2 separate regions of the Hordeum vulgare genome follow, and region 1 is linked to region 2. The links are chromatin contacts, called in public Hi-C maps. All regions are on one chromosome and are shown on one strand. The core of a region is the stretch at or near the end of the contact, and the rest is flanking DNA. Distances in the headings are between cores, read along the strand shown. Region 1 holds the start of LOC123444673 (thioredoxin H5-like). Region 2 holds the start of LOC123444618 (probable inactive receptor kinase At5g58300).

Region 1 (4,668 bases), core at 1,098-3,597, 200 kb before region 2:
CGCAAGATCACCAATGGCATTGGCATTTTTGTTGTACAGTCATGATTCATGAGATCTCAAGGCATCTGGCTGGTGTCAATCAATCAGTACATTGTTTTCTGCGAGTTCATTCATATGGACAGTGCGTGTGGTGCAGAGTTACAGGTGCTGGGCTAAACTTAATTTACTGCTGATCGAATGTGGACACTACCAAGAAATCCTACTTCTGCTGGTCAGTTTCTCGAACCTACGTATGCCGCTGATGTTCCCACCCAATGGAGGCCGTGCTCATCCTGAAGCTCTATTGACTGGCAGGCAGGAACATCAGGTTTTGTCCTCGAAAGACTGTTTACACATGACTTCATCGCCTGGCCGGCAATATGGTTCGAACTTCTGCTGCAGATCGGCCTGGTTTCCCCCCACCAGCTTGTCGATCTCCTTCTTATCTCTCAAGAAAATGAATGTCGGTGTGGCTCGTATGTCGAATTGCGTGACCAGTTCCTGACAAAAACCATATATCGAAATGACATTTAGTTTGAGCATTTGTTCAAAGCTAAATTAGTAATGAATCGGTGGTGTACCGGCAGTTCGTCTACGTCCACAGACACGAAAACAAGATCGGCATGCTTCAAAGAAAGTTCGGCGTATGCAGGAGCAGCGACCCTACACGGGCCACACCATACTGCGCTGAATTTCACAACAAGCTGTGCGGGTTGAAAAATGTCAGCATGGTTAATCAAAACAACCGCATGAATTCCAAATTGGAAAGTCACATGCACCTATCAATCCTTGTGCTGGGTTAGGTTGTAGGATACTTACTGTTTTATCGGCTTCAGTTGCATCTTCCAATTTCTTTTCCCAGCTCTTTAGATCAGTTACAAGAGTCACATTCCCAGAGCTGTAGTCTAGGTGTTCCTCGTCATCTACAGGATTCTGCAAAGGGAAGCATAACAAATCAACTCGAGTTACTAATTAATGTGTGACTCGATATGAACGGCTTCCTTTGGAACTTACTATCAGTTGAGCAACAACAAAAAACATAAAAAATATTACTATGTAGCATGTCAAACAAACACAAGCTATGCATTAAAGATGCTAATGCACGATTCAGCTATCAAAGTTGCAAATTGTAAATGAGATGTATGTGAGTAAAAACTACTCACACTGCCACAGCATCCCATTGGTTCGAGCAAAATCCGTAAGGATGTCCGGACTCCTGGGCTCTGGTAGATGGGGAAGAAAAAGAGGTATATTGTTTAGTGCTGATTCCCCTATTTCACTGATAGTAATCTAGAACGAAAGCAATATGCTACTATCTCATAACATGATACCTACAGAATGAACATGACTAACATAGCTAGCTCTAGGTTGCAAAACGGTGAATATAAATATGTAGGGATTTTTTCCCCCAATGCTGCTGATCGATGAAGAAAGACACATGTACGATATGTGGATTAGCGGAATGTAGGATGTACTCCTTTACAAATGTTGAATAGCGCTTGCACTTAGCGAAACAACGGCCAGAGGCCACAGAAATATGAACAAGAACAGACCATGCTGACCAGCCAGAAACGTGACATTTGTTTTAGATTGGTTTGAAACAAATTCGATGCCCACAAGTCACAACCACGACAAAGTCCAATAGAAGGAACAAGTTTGTCTGCACGATGACGGAATACGGATGTTGCTCGACATATTTATTAATTTTGGTCACAAGCTAACAATCCTAGGGGTGTCTTTTCTCCCCAAAGGAGATGCGTTAATTTCCTTATAAATTTGACCGCTCGAAACTAGAGAGGATGAGACCTCCAATAAAAGTATGATCACTCGAACACCAAGATAGTAATGAGCTTTTGCTGGCCTAAAATCCCCGAAAGAAACATGCTACCACGCGCGCCGCATACAATCTGGATCCGAATGTCGCGGTTACATTGTTGAGGGAAGGATGGAACTGGAAGGAGGACGCACGCATGCATACATACCTGTGCAGGAGGACCGAGAAGCCTGTTCCCCCCTCCTGATGACGGGACGGATCCAACAGAAGATTGAGATTTCCGCCGCGTTGGATGCCGGCCGTCGTCCACACGGCAAGCCCACCCCGGCGGGCGGCGGGGGCTCGGAGAGAAGCGGGTGGCGCCGGGGCGGGGCGGCCCTTGCCGTTAATAGCAGCGGCTCAAACCGTCGAAACCGGAGGGTGTGTTCACAGGGGATCTGCAAATAGGCCGAGGGAGGGAGCGGCTGGGAACGGGGGTTCGTTCAGGCGGGGAAGACAAGACGTACGCGCGCGCGAGAGCGAGAGGGCGAGACAGAAAAGGCGACCGACCCCCTCCCCTCCCCTCCCCTCCCACGTCCAGAATTAGTTTGGTGTCGAGGAAGGGAGGAGCCTGTTGCCATTTTAGTAGGCCAGCGAATGAACCAACCTAGACGTGCAGTGCAGGCAGGCTTGGTATGGCATGGCAGCACACGGCGGCGCTGGCGCCAGACCAGGCCAGCCACCATCGGCAGCACAGCCAGGCCAGGCCAGGTATTTTGAGTCAACGAGTAGCTACCCCGGCACCGACACCGGCACGGCGACGAACCCGTTGCTTCGCCCCTCTGAATTCGTGGGGATCTTTGTTTGGTCCACGGTATTCCAAAAGGGTATTTGTGGTGTTTCAAAAAGCACAAGAGGAAGAAAAAATAGGACTGCATCCAGGGAAACGTTTCTATCCGGTTCAGGAGCCCGATGCGTGGGGGCCACGAGATCCATCGCCATCATTTGTACAGCGACAATGCGTGTCTCTCCCCTTCCTCCTGCACGCGCAGATCCCCCGCCGCACGCCACGACGTCGTCGCAGCTCCGACAGCCGCGCACAACCACATTGTCGCAGCTCCCCTACCCATCCCGCTCCACTGGTCGTCGCTGCAACCCTCCTGCCCCCCATAGATCTCCCTCTTTTCTTTTCTTTTTTTTTCTCCGATTACCAACGCTCGGGGGAGGGGGGCGATTCCTAATTCCAGAACGGCCATTCATCATCAGAGGTGGAGACGACAACACGGAGCAGGCAACCGATGGCATGCCGAAAACGCTCGAACCGGTGCCCCCATGCTACAACCATGGCGACTAGTGGAGCTGCAACGGCGACACCAGGACAGCTGCAAACGGCGGTGTCCATGCTACAACCACGGACACAAAAAACTACATCTAGTAGATAGAAAAGCTTCAAACAGACTTTGGAACATACGAAAAGTAACAACCGTTTTAACAAAAGCTTCATCCCACACATGAAAAAGCTTCAACCAGATGTAGAAAAATCTTCAGCCAGCCACTACAAAAGCTTCGGCCAGATGTAGAAAAATCTTCAGCCAGATGCTTCAGTCGGGATGAGATGTCGGCGGTCGGTTTCTGCAAACTCCGTCGGCATCGAAGGGCACAGCGACGAGGGCGACCATGAGCACGACGATGGATGAGGGTGGTGCAACGCTTCAAGCGACAGGGGCTGCAGGAGGCGACATGAGGCGAGGACGGCAGGCGCGGGGGAAGAAGGTAGGGGTGAACCTTTTTTATGGGGATCCAACAGCCCATCCGCTTGGAATCCAACAGCTATGGTGTGGGCCCTAGCACTCGTCTTAAATCAATGAGTTTTACAGGATTTAATTTGACCACCCACAATAAAATCAATGATATTTTCTAAGAGGTTATAACTTATAAGTCGTAAATAGCATTTAAAATGTAATGCAAAGAAATAAAAAATATTTGTATTAAATTCAACGGCACAGATTAAGTAGGCAAGGTAGGAAAAAAGATCAATTCAGCTTTGAATAAAAAATGCTCTTGGACAATGCATTTAAACACTGTCTAGCAAATCTATACACCGTGTGGCATTTTCACCTATACCTTAAGAGCATCTGCCCTTTAAATGTGTTAGAAGCCAATTAGCAGTTAGTAGCAGTTAACAGCAGCTAGCATGTAGCGTTAGACGTAGGCTAACTAGGCAGTTATTAGATCTGGCGTTGTCCAAACGTTGTGTCCATCCAAGAGACACCACGACTATTAGAACAGTCGTGATATCATTGTAACCGACGTTGTAAGCGCCTGTTCAGGCAATATAAAAGCCCAGACATCAAATCAATACGATAACTCATTCACTTCATTCCTTTCTACTCTCTTCATGTTATCATGCACGCATCGCTCTAAAGAAGAGTAGGCTACAGGAAAGAAGAAAGAATTTTAACGGGAACAATCCGATGGAAGAAGAGTTATGTTTAGTGGATAGTGCTATCACTAACACGATTCTAAGGAAAGCAAAATATTTCCAAACTCTTACTAAGAGAAAGGAAAATGTTATGAACATAACAGGAAGAGCCACATTCACACTCCCTATAGGTACTACCATCGTAATTCAGAATGCACTCTTGTATCCTGAATCTACACGTACCCTTATAAGTTTCAAAGATATCCGATCTAACAATTTCCATCTAAAAACAATAGAGGTGGATAACAAAGAATTTTTGCTTTTAACAAAAAGCAACGGATATGCGGAACAAACTCTTGAAAAATTCCCATCATTTTCATCCGGATTATACTTTACATACATAAAACCCGTACCTTATGTTGCGTACAAAATAATTTTTCAAAATCTTGATAAATTCAAGACTTGGCATGATCGCCTTGATCATCTCGGAATAGGTATGATGAGAAAAATTATA
Region 2 (4,771 bases), core at 2,152-4,651:
CAACAAATGAGTTGTACGACAGGTCAAGGTATGCTAGATTTGATGATAGTGAAGTAGGTATTATGCCCGACAAGTTGTTGCGCTGAAGGTAGAGAGAGTGCAGAGAAGGAATGGATGCTACATCAGGGGGGAGGCTAACAGTAAGACGATTGGACCGAAGGCTTAACACCTCTAAGGCATCAAGCTTGCCAAGTATGTTCGAGGGCATAGGACCAAATAGTCCCACTGCAGGTAGTCGCAGCATACGAACACGCTTCCCGTCTGGTGTGCATGTAACCCCAACCCAAGATGTGCAGACCTGGGTTGTGAGGGTCCAGTTGATCTTTCTTGCATGAGGCAGAGATGCAGAAAATGCAAGAAGGGCTTGCTTGTCAGAGTTCAGATCAGCTCCTTTGGCACAAGGAGGGTAATGAAGGAAGAAAGAAGCGGAAAGAAAAGCTATGAGCAAAAGATGTTGCATTGTTAGGATGTCCAGAGAACAAGGAGAACCAGAATTATAATCCGAGGGTCATCAATGTTTCACTCCTGCTGCACAAAAGGAAAATGTAAGTCAAGAGTAAGTGAGATTGGTTCATAACAACAACAGTCAGAATCATAGAGGGCGTATAATGTGCAGTTTATAAGTGGAAGAAACATAGTAGAACTGGAAGGGATTTTGGATACACAAAATGAACTGATGAAGCAAATGAGCTTCCCGATGAAGATAGTTACTTCATGATTAAGCAACTAACTAAACATCATTGCTTTAGGGACCATGAGAAAAGGCAAAAGAGCAATAACTATTTCCTTCTGACATTGTAATGTCTTTATAAAGGACCAATAATGTAGAACAGAACTACTAAGAGAGTTGCGCGGTTGGATGGAAGAAAATTCTTTCATCCATTAACAGTTTACAAGATGAATCTTCACTCATGTTTGCAATGCAGGGTCTGGTTTCGGAAAATGTAATACTCCCTCCGTCCCAAAATAAGTGACTCAACATTGTACTAACTTTGTACTAGTGTTAGTACAAAGTTGAGTCACTTATTTTGGGACGGAGGGAGTATAAGTTTACTGGTCCTGCCAAATAACAGCAAATTTGATGACCAGAAAGGAGCCTGTTGTGAGATTAACAGGATTTGACACAAGTTGTGCCAGGCTATCAACCCCAGTTTCTAATGGCCAGGGAGATTACTTACACAAACGGTAAAAAATGCAGATTTATTCAATACTAGCAACATTACTTAAGACCCAAGGAACCTAGATACAGTATCTCAGTGTTACAAACACCAACAGCTTTACAGGCTTTGCATCATAACTGATCCGCGTTAGTGGCATCGAAAGCCGGAGGAAAGCTCATTATTGGAACAAAAACATACACCCCATAACAAAATGACAAAGCGCTACCACCCATCGACATGTCCAGGGTCCATCAGATTTTCTCAACTGCTACTGCATACCAACCTCCCCTCCCAGAGGAACATTACAACGAATGACACCCTTGTCTTTCCTTTAGACTAACCGATTCAAAGCCCCACCCCTGTAGCTAATCAGTGCATCAGCGAGGCAGGTGCGATCATGTGCTGCATAAAACGAAACCCACATACGTATCTTTTTACAAAGCATCCAAAAACAAACCCATAAAATGAAACTCCTCTTTAGCCTTTTCTGCACTGCACAGGACACCTCAGTTTTCTTAACGCCTAAACAAGGCGCTTGGGTACTTGCCAGAAAGGACGCAGGGATAGTGACAAGGCGGGATTCCAACAGGACTTGAAATAGATAAAAGGAAAGCCACAGCACACTGGCCAACTCCTTGGCTGCACTGCACAGGTAGAACATGCACAAAAGCAACTGCCCAGAGAGCACCTACTAACCAAGGGTCGACTACTACCTAGATGTAATTTTCTCAAGGAACAAGCTAGCTAGCGCTTTGAATAAAAGCAGTGGCACCGAACCAAAAGTCCAGCACATAAAGCAGGTGGTCTCAGATGCGAGCGGGGATGAGGATTCCTTTTTTTCGAGGTTCCGGGGGGCGGCGTGGGGCTCTCTGCGGATTATAATGGACGGATGTGTGTGATCATGGGCAGCACGGCACACTAGCTGGCACGATGGTAGAGCAGGGCATCTCAGGCTTCACGCCATGGGACAAATGTGCAGAGCGAGAGATGTCGCTGTCTGCGCACTACATACAAACGTTTCCTGGAAACACTAGGTACAAACAGTCCACAGTTGTAGCTGTAGAAATGCAGTGCAGTGAAGTACTTTTCTTGCAACAGTAAGATTGTAATTTGTTCATGCTTCCATGTTTCTCCTAGAGCATTTAGGTTGGAAATTGTACGAGTAAATTTGCTCCTTGCACATTCCTGGCTATTTTACAAGTACAAGTAAATTTGCTGCTTGCACATTCCTGGCTATTTTACAAGCACATTTGCTCCTTGCACATGCAGTGGAAGCAGGATATAAAGAGTTAAAGACTAGAGCACCTACCAAATATACAAATCGAAGCAGAAATGGCATGGATTGATCACAGTGAAACGCTCCAAGGCGGGTGCTGAATTTAGCACTTTTCTAAAGAAACCCCAAATTAATAGTAGCACTAGGAAACGAACGTTGCCCATACATTCTAGTAGTAGTATCTTTACTTTTACTTTTTCTTGCAACAGCATTTAAGGTTGGAAGTTGCACAGGTAAATCTGCCCATTGCACATGCCTGGCTCGCTGACTATTTTTTACACTTCAAAGTTTTGACAGGCATAGCAGCAATGGTGAGTGGAAGCAGGAAATAAATGAAGATTAATGCATCGAAGCTAAAAATGGCATCAGTTAATCTACAGGGTGTGTGTGTTCAGCTCCTGAATTTAACACATTTTAAAAGGAAACCCAGAATTAGTAGCACCGGGAAAAGATACTCCCTCCGTAAACTAGTAATATAAGAGCGTTTAGATCATTAAAATAGTGATCTAAACACTTTTATATTAGTTTAAAAATGGAGTACATTCTAGTATCTTTGCTTTTACTTTCTTTTTATTTAAATTTAAATGAAAAAAAAGGTGCGCAAGAAACGACCGACCGCTGAGCCATGCTCCACGAAATCGTGCGATTAGCCGGGACAGAAACGAGAGGAAAAGAAGTGCATTGTACTGGGAAGAGGCACGAGGTCCATCCATACATACCTCGCGAGAAATCCCAGCCTCGGCCACCTCCCACCCGCGCCATGCTCCTCCTCCGCGCGAGCGCACGCCAGCACGGCGAGAAGGCCCGTCGCAAATCCCCCCCTCTCCGGCGCCGGTGAAGGGAATTCCGGCCTCGTTCCTTGGCCGCCCCGCGAATCGACCAACCGCCCCCCTCCAAACTACAACAGGGCGCCGCCGCCGCCGACTAGGCCCAGAATCACGCTCCGAGAACCAACGGCCAGCGGCATTCCCCCCGCCGCCTCCCCCTCCCGACGGACTCTCGGCCGGACCTGCCCGCCCTGCGCCGTCTCCTCCCCTCCTCCCCTCCTCTGAGTGTGAGGTAGTGCAGTACAGTGCGGTTGTGCGGTCAGGTGAGGTGCGCGCGCCTCTGTGTGTTTGTGGAGTCGTGTGTGTGCAAACTCGCTGTGCATTTAAGAGAAGGGGGGGCGTTGGCCAAGAGTGCTGCTGCCAAGGGCTCCTTCCTTCCTCTGACCCGTGGGCCCGGGCATACGCTTTTCGTTTTGTTGCTAGTACTGATACAGACATACAGTACGTACCTCCATCTTTCTTTTCTTTCCCGTTTGTATTATACTCGGCCTCCAGTTGTACTACTAGCTTGGTGTGGTATGGTGGTACAGGTAATTATTGATCCATCACAAGTTGTAATAATCATTTTAGTGATGCGGTGGTACAACAACAACAACAACAATAGCTAGTAGTAGTGCTGGTAGTGCAGGCAGCATCATGGTAGACTTAATAACACTAGCGATCGATCGATCGATTGATTGATTGATTAATCAAGCGGCCGGTGCATGCATTGACTACTCATCAGCTCACGTACGCTGCCTGGCAGTACCAACGTCTACAAAGGGCAGACAAAAATTGTACTAGTAAATCTGTATTAGTAGTTGCAATACGGCTGGCTGGTGCGCTAGTTTATCATTTCCCTTGGTTGTCGACGCAGGACATTCCCTCTGCTCTGCTCTGGTCTGCCATGGTGGAACGTACGTAGTACGGACGGAATGTCATAGTCTCATAGATGCAGTATAAGGGCTTTACGATTCCATCCAAAAGTTTGATCACATCGCAGTAACTCATGCACGGTGACTAACTAGGACTAGATTAAGATTAATCAGTCAAGGTCCGTCCTCGGCATAACATGCGGGGTGATCGAGTTGAATATTATAGACGTTGTGCGCAAGCAATGGAGGAACTCAACGGCACCGGTACTTACTACAACTATGCTCCGGTGGAAAGGTCCACGGATCATGCGCCAATTATGATCCACGCCGGCCGGTACATCCACCCGGCCACAACGATCGAGAGCTCCGCCATTACATCCATCCGGGCTCCGGCTAAGTATGTGCAAACAGCGGCGGTGGCGATCATTTACAGCGGTGGCGAAACCGGGTCGATGAGCAGCAGCACATGGACGCCATCACAGCACAGCGATCCCTCGCTCGACCCGTCCACCACTTTTCCCGATCCGGTTTCCGGCACTGCTGGCTGCCTTTTGGCGTGGGCACCCGGCGTACCAACCCGGTGTACGCAACTAGCGGATGCCATGTACAGCGTACGTACAAGAGCAAAGTTCAGGGAGACATAAAAAAGAAGAT

Evidence for each region. Hi-C and Micro-C count contacts between places; a contact is called where the count stands out from the background.
Region 1: a Hi-C map of leaf shows a contact between it and region 2, with 4 times the contacts expected there. The contact joins the promoter of LOC123444673 here to the promoter of LOC123444618 in region 2. A contact is called at or near these places in 3 of 6 Hi-C or Micro-C datasets (leaf and seedling) and 1 of 1 datasets of contacts at active chromatin or transcription factors (embryo).

The regions. Positions count from the first base shown.
Region 1 is chr1H:452,930,288-452,934,955 of MorexV3_pseudomolecules_assembly, reverse strand. It overlaps LOC123444673 (thioredoxin H5-like), which reads right to left and starts at 2,347. Exons shown (of 5, transcript XM_045121472.1): 1 at 1,962-2,347; 2 at 1,143-1,202; 3 at 799-912; 4 at 561-683; 5 at 46-480. The coding sequence starts at 1,160. The coding sequence ends at 304. LOC123444654 (serine/threonine-protein kinase STN8, chloroplastic) reads left to right here. Exons shown (of 3, transcript XM_045121451.1): 3 at 1-113.
Region 2 is chr1H:452,729,942-452,734,712 of MorexV3_pseudomolecules_assembly, reverse strand. LOC123444618 (probable inactive receptor kinase At5g58300) reads right to left here and starts at 3,401. Exons shown (of 3, transcript XM_045121412.1): 1 at 3,156-3,401; 2 at 1-528. The coding sequence starts at 460. LOC123444632 (a long non-coding RNA gene) reads left to right here. Exons shown (of 3, transcript XR_006631014.1): 3 at 2,725-3,149.